3 separate regions of the Sus scrofa genome follow, and all the other regions are linked to region 1. The links are chromatin contacts, called in public Hi-C and HiChIP or PLAC-seq maps. All regions are on one chromosome and are shown on one strand. The core of a region is the stretch at or near the end of the contact, and the rest is flanking DNA. Distances in the headings are between cores, read along the strand shown.

Region 1 (4,387 bases), core at 1,206-3,705:
CATTAGTGATGGTCTAATTCAGGACAATATTCTGATCTTGGAAATTCAGTGCCCTGGTCTGTCCTAGAAGGATGAGGGAAACGGGTGGTGTTTCTGCGGAAACCAATGTCTCTGAGACCCCTCTGGAATTGGCAACCCCCTACAACTTTTCTAGGGGAATGTCCCAAAGGACAATAAAAGGGAGACAAACAGCCCATTCTGGCATGCTTTTCAGGATCTTTCACTCCAAACAAGAAAGTCTGAGAGGCCTGGTAAAAATAAATATGGCTTAGCACTCCTGGCACAAGAGCAGTTTCTGACAGCCAAGACTTAACTCACCCTAGGGGGTGACCCAGCCAGGGACTATGCACGAAGTTCCCTTCTACCCATTGATATTCCCAGTGACTCACAGCAGCTAGGGATGGCTCTGTGCACCAGAACTGTGCTGAACTGTGGAGGAGGAGGGATGCACACAGAAAATGCAGTCTCTTGGGCCTGAGTCAGACAGGGACAGCCAGCCTCCCTGTTCCTCCTCAATCCCAGAAAAACAACACAAATCATGCCTTCTGGAAAGGAACCTGTCCTGTGAATACAGAGTGGAAATTGTTTATAGATTCTTAATCCCCTGACATTGAAAGTATGGTGGCTGCTTGTCTTGGATTTGGGGAGAAAAATGTATTCATTATACCACATGTCCTTAGTCTTCATGTGGAAAAAATATACATGGTCTCCAGAATCATAAAGTCTTCCTCGACAGGATGAAAAGTGACCCTTTGTAAGCAACATTTATTGAAACCCTGAAACCAAAGAAGCCTGCATCAAAACCGTTGTTGGGAGAGGGGACTGAGAATCAGTCTTTACTTTTTCATTATCTTCTCCTTGGATTTTAGGCTACGATGACATAGGCCTTGAAGGGTGACATCTTTCCTAGCAGTAAGATCTATAAACATGACCTGACTCCACTGCCGCCTACAGTCAGCAGAAAGAACTACACACACAGAAAATGCCTCCCTGTTAGTTACCATGGTGATGTTAGTTCAACCACATTTCATCTGCTTGAAAATTTCAGGCAGAACATAATGGAGAAGTACCAGCTAAGAAGGAGTTAACACCACATTTTTTTTTTTTTGGTTGCTGTTGCAAAGTTAATGTTAGCTTTGGTCAAAGATGGTAAGTTGAAGTGAAAGCCTTTGAAAAATTGTAAAGATGAAATGGCAACCAATCCATTGGAGAAACCTCCTAATATCCTCTTTGCACTATACCAAATTACTTACCCCCCCGGTGAACACAGGGCATTTGGGTCTTCCTGACTCTCTTTACTAGTGAGAAGAAAGTGGTTTAACAAAATGGCAGATGACCCAAAGCCAGGAACCGTCGGCATACTAGCTTGGAGGGAAAAGTGGTTCACAGGACCCTGAGGAAGTTGCGGACTTGGACAAAAGTAGCAAGACAAGACTCAACCTGGAAAATGGAAGGTGGTAACAAAATTAATGCACATTATTAATATGCACTGGGGAGAGGCAGAGACCACAAGGCTGACAAGAGAGGAATTTATAACTTTAGGTTATTTAACTCAAAAGTTAAATCTTGCTAGAAGGCTGTACAGACTGAAGCTAGAAGGAGGCTGAGGTCTCTGACAAGAGTACAACTGCAAGTAAGGACTTTCTTCCTTACCCCCTTCCTTCCTCGGCAGGATCAGAAAGTCAAAGAAGGTGAAGAGGCTAACGACTCTGACTGACAAAGACAGCGAGGAGGAACTACGTCTGGGCCAATTCTGGACGTCTGAGCTGGGGCGACAGGACCCAGACAACCACCTCAGGAAATGAGTAAATGAAAAGGAGAGCTCGTGGAATGATTTAGCCCCAGAACAACGCTGCCTAGACGGCATGGGGGGAGGGGGGGAGCAAGAAGAAAATCTCAGAAGAGGAATTTTGACGGTGAGAACTCTAGCTAAGATACAGCACTCCAGGCCCCCTGATGTCCCTTGTTTGATGTCCATAAAGACCGAGAGGATTATGCATTAGCCAGTCTTGTGTATTCTGAGACATCAATAAAGTCTGGACTTGGGGCCGGTAGGGGGGCCGGGGTCACGTCCAGACGACTAGGGTCAGCCCGGGTGCCCCTCTCTGGCATAGAGCTAGAGAGCGGGATCCAAGAGTTGCCGCTAGGATAGTATTTTTTTTAAGCTAAGGACTTTCGAGTGGTAGCAATGGGGACAGTAAGGGGGCATCTCTCGAGAGCTAGGAATGTGGGGGCGGCCTGAAGAGGAGCAGGGCCAGCGCTGGAGGCGCGGGCGGGTGGGGTCCAGGGACCGGGGGGCGGGGGCCGAGGGCGGGAAGGGGACGGGCCGGCGCTGGGGGCGGGACCAGGCGCGGTGGCGGTGGCGGGGGCTGCGGCGCGGGGGGCGGGGCGGCCGGGCCTGGGACACCCCCTCCCGGTCCCCTGGTGGGGCGGCTTCGGCTCCGGCAGCACTGGAGGAGGCAGCAGCGGCCGGAGGGCGACTTAGGGGCGCGCCCGCCGCGGTGGACCCAGACGCTTCCCTTCGGGTACCCACCTCCGACTCCCTCCGCCGCGCCGTCCCGCGGGAGCCGGCGGGACCCCAGGCCGGCAGGGAGCGCCGGCGGCGGCGGACGCGGCACCATGAGGCGGTCGTGGGGCGCGCTGCTGCTTGGCGCCCTGCTCTGCGCACACGGTAAGGGGCGCCGCCGCGCCCTCGCCGACCGGCCGGCCGGGAAAGTTTGTCCCCGGGTCCGGCCGCTGCAGGACCCACCGTCCCGAGAGCGGGATGGTTCAGGCTAGGGCCTGAGACCCCTCGCCCTCACTCCAAAGAGAAGCCCGGAGATTGCATGCCGGGGAGGGGACCGGGAGCTCCCCCAGCGCCTCCAGTCCGAGACCGGGCAGCGGCAGAGGAGCTCCCTGGGCTCGGGGCTGGGCCAGGCTGGGGGAAGATCGTAGGCGCTCGCTCGCCTTCCCTCGCTGCTCTTTGAAGAGCCTGAGGTGCTTCCCTTTGAGGTTTAGACAGGGTCCCTGTGTCCTTGGTGCGAATGAATGCATGCGAAGAAAGGGAGGCCGGGAAGGATGGTCGCTAAACCATAAACTGTTAAAAGCCCTCCTTCCAGGGGGGGTCTCGGGCGGATTTCGGAGAGAAGCTCCAGTGGAATCGGAATACATGAGCTCCGGGGGTCCATCGGCTCGAGGAACGGCTCCTCGGACTCCAGACCATGCTCTGGCCGAGGGTCTTTGGGCACTGCTTACTCGCAGCATCTCCACTTAGTGGTGTTTTGGGTTCCCTCTCCTGGCTGCGACCAATCAGCTCCCTGCCCTGGATCCTTCGTGGGGCGGGGGAGGGGGGCGGGAGACAGGGTTGGAAAGGGGGCAGAGGAGGGACATACGGAAGAAACTGCTGGAAGGCTCGCTCAGATCCGTTTTGGCCGGGATAGGGGGGCGGGTATCGCCGAACCTGAGAAGGAAGCCTCCTGGCCCGCGCAGTGGCCCTCTGGGGAGCTGGAGGGATGGCAGCAGGACTGCTGCTTCATCTGCTCCTTATTAATAACTTGTTTGGTGCCCGTACGCAACTGTTGTGTGTGATTACGGCTCCAGCGGAATCTTGTTTCTCTGCAGCCGCCTAGGACCATGGGGGCAGCCCGTGATTTAGCAGCTGCCTCTAGTTTGTGCCCAAAGATCAAAGAAGTTTGATCTTTGAACCCCAACCCTGTTCACACACCTCTGTTCAGCCGGGGAAGATCCGAATCTTCCCATTCTCCCCGTAGCCCCTATGAAGCTGTGGGGTTCGGAATGGAGGGGTCTGTAGACCACAGCTTTGCACTGATTCTTTCTTTAACGTAAAGGGAACTCGTGTGGAAATAGAGCAGATCTCGGAACTTGCCTGGCAGGGCGTAGAGATGCCTGAGCACTTGTTTTAAAGATTGGTTTACCTCCCCAAACCAAAACAGAGTTCTCGCGTCTGTTATTTAACCAACCCGTGGGTTTTAAATGACTTTTTCCATGCCCACTCTAACCCGACCGAGTTCTTAACTCTTCCTCTCCGAGTCGCCTGGCCGACCCGCGTTCCTCTGCGCACTACGCTCTCCCCCTCCCGGGCTCTCTCCTAGAAGGTTATTTGTAGCCTCTTTGGCGTGTCGGGACAGCGGCCCTACTGGGGTAGGAATGTAGCTGCTCTTCCCACCACATGGGCCCCTTAAAGGGACAGCTATGCTTTTTGGGGGCTTTCCCCCTTCGGGCTGCAAGGGAAGGGGATGGAACTTTCCTCTTGGCCCCCTGGAGGAAGTTTTGAAAAAGATCAAGGGAAATGGCACTGCACTGAAAAAAAGGGACTAAAACGGATACCAACAAAGCCAGAAAGGAGATTGTCGCTTTCTGCCCTAGGGAAAGAGGAGCTGGAAGGTTC
Region 2 (4,387 bases), core at 949-3,448, 250 kb before region 1:
AAGACCTGCAGATAAAATTCCTAGCCTGAGGCGTCCAAAATTTGGGACAGCCTCGAACCTAGGAACACCCATCCCCCCACTCCAGCCTCTTGCGTGAGAACCCCAAACGGCGGAATTATTAAAGCAGCAGGCGCAGGCAGTACCGGGGCCCTTCAAACAGAGCTTCTTGGCCTCGGGCTCCAGCTCACGGGGGCTTCTGTTCCTCTTGCTCTTGGGGCGTAAAACCACCTCAGGGGTCTTCTGGGTTTCTGGGCGTTTCCTGGGAGCCATCGCGTCCTCCGTGCGAAGGGGTACTATGCCCTATGCCGAGATCACCAGGGGAAGATTGAGAAGCTTCTGGGGAGAAATAAGGGAGGGACCAGGGAGCCCGCTGAGCCACAGGTAAGCCAACTAAGCCAACTTCCCGCCAAACAGGCTCACCGGGAAGGCGGGGGCGCGCGCGGAGAGATGGGAAGTGTGTAAGGGGAGGGCCTCAGCCGCTCCCCAGAGAAAAGGGATGCCGCCTGCCTACGTGTTGGCCCTGAGCTAGTCCAAGTCAGCTGACCTGCCAGAAATAAAAATGGCCGCCAGAGCAAGGCCTCCCGAATTGAAGCCTCTTCAGGGGGGTCTATGCCAGGCCTATGGGCCCCCTCACCCAAGACCGATGCCAATCAAGCCTTCGGCTCCGCCTTCTCTACTTTCTAATTGGTGACCACACCCTCTCGGGCTTTGTGATTGGCTGATCCGTACAGTTGGTGTGGGGCGGCTTTATACAATGCTGTCCGCTTCCCCGCTGTGAAAACCGAGCCGATTCCTTCCGCCGGCCTTGCGGTCTGTGGCAATTACTTAAATGTCTCCAGCTCCGTCGAATCTCAGCTTCTCTGTAGAAAGTGGTTAAAACTCAAAGCTTTTAATTAAAGTTTCTCCAAACCTGTTGAGTGTCTGCCCAAAGAGCAGCGTGGGACAGCGACGATGGGCCTATACAGCGTGCAGCTAACTGGGCTGAGGCCTTGTGCACACGATTTCAGCCAAAGGCCAAGGCAGGGAGTCTCATAGGTGTCCCGCCCGGCCCGACAGGGAGATAGTTTGGATGCACCCCACTTTCCGCGACGAGCCAGGCAGAAGCTGGGGTTAGTCGGACTGCTGGTCCTTTCCTTCCACCCGCCAAGTCTGGTGCCAGATGCTTTGGGAGGGTGAGAGGAGGCAAACATGCATTAGTGGTAGATCCTACACTCCAGGAGCTTTCAGACAGGTAGGGACAGAATAGAGTTGCAAAAATATCTCTTGAAAGGAATGAATACTCCAAAAGAAAAGCTGGAAAAAGCTTTCTTCCAATCAGCACAAGGTGTTAGAAATGGCAACCACCAGGGGAAAGGGCACGCTGGTGGCTTCTCCTCTGCAGACCTGTAGCTCCGTTACAGAAGCAAGTTGTCCCCAGCCCACTTACTAAGACCAGCCATTAGTTTCACCTCTGCAGGGTGCTCATTTCTGGGGGATCCTTAATGACCCTTCCGCTAAAACGTTTACAATCTACTAAGAGGAAAAATACATGTGAAACAAGTCAAACAATTCAAGATAGAACACAACTGAGTACTATATTGTAAGCCAACAAACACTTTTAGATGCATTCAGAAAATATAATCTAATGGAGAAAGAATATTTAGGAAAAGCTCATAAGGAAAATGGGATTTTGTGGAGTTTGGGGATGGGAGGGGGGCAGAGAAGAGCATCCTAGGAGAAGAAACAGACTGGTAAAAGTTAGGAATGAGTGTGAGAACCATGAGAAAAAGAAAAATCAGCTCCTGGCATCTGGGAGCTGGCCTGGTACTATTAGCTAAGCCTTAACGTTCTGTCCAAATAAACAATTTCACAAAACATCAGCACAGACAAGGCCATTCTGTGACCATGATAGATCAACACAAAAACAAGATCACTGCACACAGAAAAAAGTATGAACATTGTCCAAACCACAAAAAAAATGACCAAACAGACCCTTATTATTTAGCTAAAATGAGTGACTGCAGGTTCTTTGCTAATCACAGCTTTGGCTTTGCTTCATTCCCCCCACCTTATAGATAAGGTTTATTGATGCCCAATCATAGGATCACCCCTGTTTCCTTTCGGCCTCCAATCCAGAGCAAAACTTCACTTCTTTGAACTATTATCCAAGCCATCCAACACAAACCAATCCTGTAAGTTCTTTCTAATACCTTCACTCTTTTTTTTTTTTTTTTTTGTCTTTTAAAGGCTGCACCCACAGCATATGGAAGTTCCCAGGCTAGAGGTCTGATCGGAGCTGTAGCTGCTGGCCTACACCACAGCCACAGCAACACCAGAACTGAGCCGTGTCTGAGCACTACACAACAGCTCATGGCAATGCTGGATCCCCAACCCACTGAGCGAGGCCAGGGATCGAATCTGCTTCCTTGTGGGTACTAGTCAGATTTGTTACCACTGAGCCATGACTGGAACTCCCTCTAATACCTTCTTACAGAGATGTCCCACCATTCCCCGTGGTATGCATGTTCTGTTGCAATGAGCAGTAGACCTAGAGTTCAACCACAGGAGTGTCCCTGGTGGAATTTGGCTTGGGGCATTAAAATTTATAAATAGGATAGGAGGAGAAAATTGATCACATTAAGGATTTGTGCAAAGTAAGAGAGGCCAGATCAAGGGGGTGGTTGAATAGTGGCAAGCAGGAGAATTCATTCTACTGACATCTGTCAAAAACATACTCTGACATTATTCCAGTCAAAGAGAAAGCTGAAATTAAACATGCTCTTGTTTCCTAGAGTTTCCTGGTGGCCCAGTGGGTTAAGGTTCTGGCATGGTCATTGCTGTGGCTCTGGTTACTGCTGTGGCAAGGGTTCAATCTTTGGCCTGGGAACTTCGGTATGTTGTGGGTGTGGCCAAAAAAATACTCTTTTTTTTCCCCATGGAGTGTGCCTTTTATTTTATTTATTTATTTATTTTTTTTGTCTTTTTGCTATTTCTTGGGCCGCTCCCGCGGCATATGGAGGTTCCCAGGCTAGGGGTCCAATCGGAGCTGTAGCCACCAGCCTACGCCAGAGCCACAGCAACGCAGGATCCGAGCCGCATCTGCAACCTACACCACAGCTCACGGCAACGCCGGATCGTTAACCCACTGAGCAAGGGCAGGGACCGAACCCGCAACCTCATGGTTCCTAGTCGGATTCGTTAACCACTGCGCCACGACGGGAACTCCAAGTGTGCCTTTTAATAGATAAACATACAGCTACTGTAGAGTGTTATAAGCTTGGTGAGAGAGGAACCATTGGATTCTGGAGGGGCAGGGGGCACAGAAAAAGGACACTTGAACTCAGCTTGGAGTGGGGTAAAGAAGGGACAGTGTCAAGGAAGACTTCTCAGAAAAGGTGATACTTAAGCTTAATCTGGAGGGGAAATCGAGGGAGAGGAGAGTGGGAGAGCATTCCAGGCAGAAGGAGCAGAAAGGCAAGGAGGTAATAGTTGGCCATGTTGGATTCATGAACAAAGGAAATGTCAGGTTTTCCCAGAATCCCTTTTAGTATTGAAGACTCTTCCATGGTAGACTAAAAAACAAACAAACAAAAAAACCCATGTGTGAGCAGTGGAAACCTCCCTTGCACGTACCAGTAAAATGCTTTGCCTCAGGTTGTATGCTGGGCCTTCCTTACCCTGGATTTTGCTTTGTTTTACCAAAAGCAGCAGCTCAGGGACTTGATGTCAGATGTTCCCATCTGGTGAACCATTAGGTGCAGAGTGGACAAAAGCAAATAATGCTTTTTTTTTTTTTTTTTTTTTTTTTTGCTTTTTAGGGTTGTACCCACAACATATGGAGGCTCTCAGGTTAGGAGTCAAATCGGAGCTACACCTGCTGGCCTACACCACAGCCACAACAACAACAAAGCAGGATCCCAGACACATCTTCGACCTACACCACAGCTCAAGGCAATGCAGGATCCCTAACCCACTGAGTGAGGCCAGGGATCAAACCTGAAACTTCATGGTTACTAACCGGATTCGTTTCCACTGAGCCACAACGAGAACTTCAATACATATTTTTTTGATACTGCTGATCTGATAATGAGGCGAACGGTACAGGATTGCTCTGGTTTCACGCCATGGAGAGGATGTGCATGAAACCCTATTTATAGCTGTTTTTATTCTATCTGTAATGCTACTTTTGACATAAAGCGTCACAAGGCAATTCATTCAAAAGCTGCTGGTGATAGCAAATCAAGGTCTCGTGTTCACACTGGAAGCTGAGTAGACCGTGAGCATGACCCTAAATAATGCCAATTTCTTTGATCTGCAAAACAAAATGTGGCTTAGGTGTTTTCTGGAACAAATAATATAGCATGGTGGAAAGAGCACTGTACTCAGACTCTGATCCTGGAGTCACCAT
Region 3 (4,387 bases), core at 1,309-3,808, 200 kb before region 1:
CGAGGAAGATCTGTATCGCAATATAATTAAAATATTACAAATTCACCCTTTAAAAGTGTTTTTTTTAGTATATTCACAAAGTTGTGCAATCACCGCCATCGCCTAATTCCTGAAGTTGTAATTCTTGCTAATCAGCATGCTCCTGAGACAGGCCCTGCCACACCAGGGCTTCCGAGCCAATTGCCATAGCATCTTCCATTCTCAGCTACAGACAGCTATGAATGGGGCCCGCCCTTCCAGCCTCAGAACTGGTCTGCAGCTTTCTACCAGGAGCAGTTCTTGACTATGAACATTCGCACTTTGTTTTTTGCTTTTTCTTTTTTTTGGCTGCGCCTGCAGCATACAAAAGTCCCCAAGCCAGGGACTGAACCTGAGCCACAGCAGTAACCCGAGCCGCAGCAGTGACAAGGCCGAGTCCTTGAGTGCTCGGCCACCAGGGAATTCATTACCCTCTTTTAAGATGGGCAGCCAGGGACGAGTGAAGGCACAGCCATCAGAGGGCAGGAGACCCATCTCTGTGGGAGCAGGGCAGCCCTGCGTGCGCTCTGGTTTTAACCCCCGCTCCTTGGTGGGCTGAGACTTATTGGTCAGGAGGGACAAGCAGGCTAGTTGGGGGAAGCAGATGGTGGCAGGGGCTTTCTTTCTGAGGGACAAGTGGCCAGATCCCAGCAGCACGTATGCACAGGATCAGAGGTTTTCTTGATTGCAAGCAGCGACGTTGGCTGCCAGAAAAGCCAATTGGATCTCAGCTGTCGTTAACAGCAACACTTCTCTGTTCAGCCAGAAACCTGGGAGTCCTTCCTCCTGACACCCTGGAAACTGCCTCCCTTGCCTGCCCCACATCAGTCAGTCGCCAAGTCCTATCGACCCCATTCTGGACATTTCTCTTGAATTTACTTCATTCCACTTCCATGGCCCCATCTGATGCCCACCTCCACCTCTTTTTCCTGGACCACTAAACAACACTCTTGACTCTTTGAATGTCCATATTGTGGGCAGAAAGATCTTTTAAAAATTGCGAATTTGGCCATTTTACGCCTCTCCTTAAAATCCTTCATGGGCTTCTCATTGGCCTTGGAGCAAAGTCTCCCATCCTTATCCTGGCTTATGAGCTGCATGATCTGCCCTCTGCCTCTGCTCACCTCTCTAGACTCACTGGAGGCCACAGGCAGTGTCCCTCACTCCATTCCAGGCACAGATCCTTCAGTTCTTCCTTCCTGCTGCCCCTCAGACGAGCCACCCCGCCCATGACAATGCTCCCGCCCCCATGGCCCTCTCCCCACCTGCTTGCCTGATGCCCACTTGCTCTTCAGGGAGCAGCCACAGGGCACCTCTTTGGGAGGCCCTCCCTGTCTCAGGTGAGGGTGGGCCTGTGCAGTTCTCTGCGGCCTCCTCACACAGTTCTGTCTGCCTTCGCCCCAGACTAGAAAACCCATCAAGGGACACACTGCTGTCTCCCTGCATGCGGCCTGACTCAGGCGCCGGCGTGGTGCAGGGCACACAGGGAGTGCTTGGTAAATACTTGCTGAATGAAGGAAAACACAAACACGTGACTGAGACGGGTCACAGTACCCTTTCATCTTCCACTGGCAAGGTGATCTGACACTACGTTCAGCTCTGGACAGTCCATTTGAGAGAATAAACCCGAATCACGGAATAGGGGGTCAGGGTATAGAGTCTGCACACCAGGATATCAGGCAAATGACTGCCTTTAGACCCTTTAGCCTGGAAGGGAGGACAAAGGAGGAAGTAAGGCCGAGGCCTGACCACTGAAGGGCTGTCCCCGAGGGAGATATCACAGAGATCTAGAGTGCAGCTCTGGATGGCTTTTTCAAGATGCCCAGCTCTGGGATGACGGCTGCTTTGTGAAGCAGCGAGCTGCTTGTTGCTGGAGACATTCAAGCAGAATACATCCCCAAAGTCTGCAAGAGCTGCTTCTAGCTCTGACAGAGTGCCATCCTGAGGGCAGACAGAACAAACGGCTTCTCCTGCTAATATGGCTCTGGAGGAGGAAAAGTTTGCTGTTCAGAGGACTGTGGCTGCAGAAAAGTCTGAAAAACTTACAAAAAGGTGCTTTTAGAAACACCACATGCTGCACTGTCCATCTCCAAACTAATGCTCTGACATAAAAGTTCTGGGCATCTGGTGTTGGAGTCTTGGCAAAACTGTGGGGAAAGGCTGGAAGGAGGCTACAGATCTGCCTTTGCCTTTGGTGACAGGGACAATCCCAGGTTGTAGGCCCTCCAACCCACCGATGGCTCCCTCGCCCTGAACTCCAACTTGCTCCCCCCCGACCCAGGGCTCAAGAGGAGTTTCTTGAAGACAAGGTCATCCACATGTGCCGTTTTCCAGTTGATGGCAGTTGGCTCAACACCCCTTCCTGCCAGAGGCCTTCTGCTAACGTGCCAGCCGCTTCTGACACCTGGAGGAGACGGCCGCTCCTGCTTTGAAGTGGAGCCAGCACTGAGCTGCTGCCAACGGGAGTCCGTACAAATCCATTGGATCATGGAGGGATCCTTGCAGGCCAGGCCTCAGCGCTTGAGAGAGGGCCTCTGGGGGGGAGTAAAGGCACTCGAGTTCAGGCTGGCTCTGAGTAGAACCACGTGGAGGGCGGAGCCCAGGGCAGCGATGGGAATGGAGAAAGAGCACCTGGCTGGGTCTGTGCTAATCCTGAGGGGGCTGGCTGTGTTCTCCCCGATGCTGACTTCCAACAGCTGGGCTGGGCTGGCTGGCTGGGAGGGAAGTGGGTGCCAAGGAAGCAACAGCTTTCAGCCAAACCTGATGACTTGCCAACTTCCTATTCACCCTTAAGGGTCAGTATCTGTGGTCTAGTGGCACAAGCTGTACACTTTATTTTATTTTATTTTTTTGCTGTTCTAGGTAAGCAGACTGGGATCAAAGCCTAGCTCTGGCACTCACTGGCCAAGTTACCTTTTTCTTGGGCAAGGTATGTTTTCTTTCCAAGTTTCAGTTTCCTCATCTGTAAAGAGATAATTATAGTTCCTATTTCACAGAAGTCTTGTGAGGATTCAATACAGTGCCATGCCGTGCCTGTCCTATTGTTATATACTAGCATACAAAATCACTCAAAATAAGTGTTAGCTGCTACCAATAAGTATATTCTAGCTGGTTTCAGGTGGTGGAAGAGCTCAAAATAGCAAATAAAAATATAGCCCAGGGGAAGTGAGTGTTGCCAGCATCCAGCCAGGCAGAGGCTTGCAGGCGGAAGCCAGCTATCCCGTTTCAAGTCCATTCGAGGGAAGCCAGGCCTCAGCCAGGGCCGGAAAGAAGGGCCTCCTTCTATAACTGCTCTTCTTTGAGGAGGTCATCTGAGCAGTGTGGCACATGGGGGCCGCTCAAGTGTGTCCCCAAGTCTGTTTGGTTTCCCAGGGCACCCGCAGGGAAGACACTTCCAACCCTCCTGGGGGCCTATTGCGCTACACTTAGCAAACACCCTGAGTGGGAGAAGGGACAGCGCCACCAGCAGGAAGGTGTTATTGCCGCTAGAGAGCACAGAGCCGCTGCAGGTAGCCAAGGAAACGTGATTAAAGTCAGAGAGACCTGTGTTTGAATCACAGCTCTTTTGCTTCCAGCTTAAAACCCCAGTCAAGTCTCTGAACCTCTGTGTTCTCAGCAAAGTAATCCACTGATCTTACCTCATAGGATTAATATGAGAAGAAAATGCAATGATAGATGTACAGCACTGGCAGAGTGACCCTTACGAATACTAAGTTGTCATCGTAGTGGTTGCTGCCCTCTCTCTCTGGACCCAGCTTCTTAGGCACCACAGGGTAGGTGGGTTTGTTGCACGCTGGGGGTGCAGGCTGGAGCCCCAGGAGAGCCACGACCTGGACCCTCGATGCTGCTTTGAGGGCCTGGACTTGGAGCAGCTTGTATGACACAAGGGTGCTTCCAACACAGTCCAGAAGAGGGGCAATCCCAAGGAAGGGTCAAGGGAAACCTTGACGGCACGTGCAGGAGGTGGCCAGAGTGTAGTTGTGTTCTCACTCATGGCCTCGACGTTAAGACATGGTCCACAGAGGTGCCCCGGGTCTTTCCCAAGAAGCCTTAAAGCTGGGGGCGAACAGTCCCTTGCTCTTTGGATAAACCCAAACCCAGTGCAAGGCCTGTGAGGCATCCTTTCCTCTCCCAGCCCCCAATTCCTCAAACTCCAGGCCTGATGGCTCCTCCCTAAGCAGTTCCCTTACGTCCTTGGAGGCCAGGCTTTTTATTTTCCCTAGTCAGCCTTCTCTCTCACTGCTTCTTCCTTAAATCCTAGCCACCCTTTCCTTTTTTTTTTTTTTTTTTTAATTATTTATTGGAGTTCCTGTTATCAGGATCCTTGTTGTCTCTGCAGTGCTGCAGGTTTGCCTGGCAACTTCCATAT

Evidence for each region. Hi-C and Micro-C count contacts between places; a contact is called where the count stands out from the background. HiChIP or PLAC-seq counts read pairs in DNA pulled down with a chosen protein or histone mark.
Region 2: a contact with region 1 is called in a Hi-C map of embryonic fibroblasts, with 2.4 times the contacts expected there. The contact joins the promoter of DDB2 here to the promoter of LRP4 in region 1. A contact is called at or near these places in 1 of 47 Hi-C or Micro-C datasets (embryonic fibroblasts) and 1 of 2 datasets of contacts at active chromatin or transcription factors (skeletal muscle).
Region 3: an H3K27ac HiChIP or PLAC-seq map of skeletal muscle shows a contact between it and region 1, with 12 times the contacts expected there. The contact joins the enhancer-like site here to the promoter of LRP4 in region 1. A contact is called at or near these places in 4 of 5 promoter capture datasets (fetal liver, fetal skeletal muscle and liver), 9 of 47 Hi-C or Micro-C datasets (brain, embryonic fibroblasts, epiblast stem cells and 3 more) and 1 of 2 datasets of contacts at active chromatin or transcription factors (skeletal muscle).

The regions. Positions count from the first base shown.
Region 1 is chr2:15,613,682-15,618,068 of Sscrofa11.1, forward strand. LRP4 (low-density lipoprotein receptor-related protein 4) reads left to right here and starts at 2,456. Exons shown (of 38, transcript XM_021085230.1): 1 at 2,456-2,671. The coding sequence starts at 2,620.
Region 2 is chr2:15,368,425-15,372,811 of Sscrofa11.1, forward strand. It overlaps DDB2 (DNA damage-binding protein 2), which reads right to left and starts at 2,199. Exons shown (of 8, transcript XM_013994357.2): 1 at 144-2,199. The coding sequence starts at 270.
Region 3 is chr2:15,413,968-15,418,354 of Sscrofa11.1, forward strand. All of the region lies in intron 4 of C2H11orf49 (chromosome 2 open reading frame, human C11orf49), which reads right to left. Among named protein-coding and RNA genes, the nearest start is that of ARFGAP2, 26 kb to the left of the region's middle. Within about 2 kb of position 2,559, at least 12 of the 83 cell types and tissues checked have an H3K27ac peak or open chromatin away from gene starts, as enhancers often do. A contact at or near this core is called in fetal skeletal muscle and skeletal muscle, where this site is marked.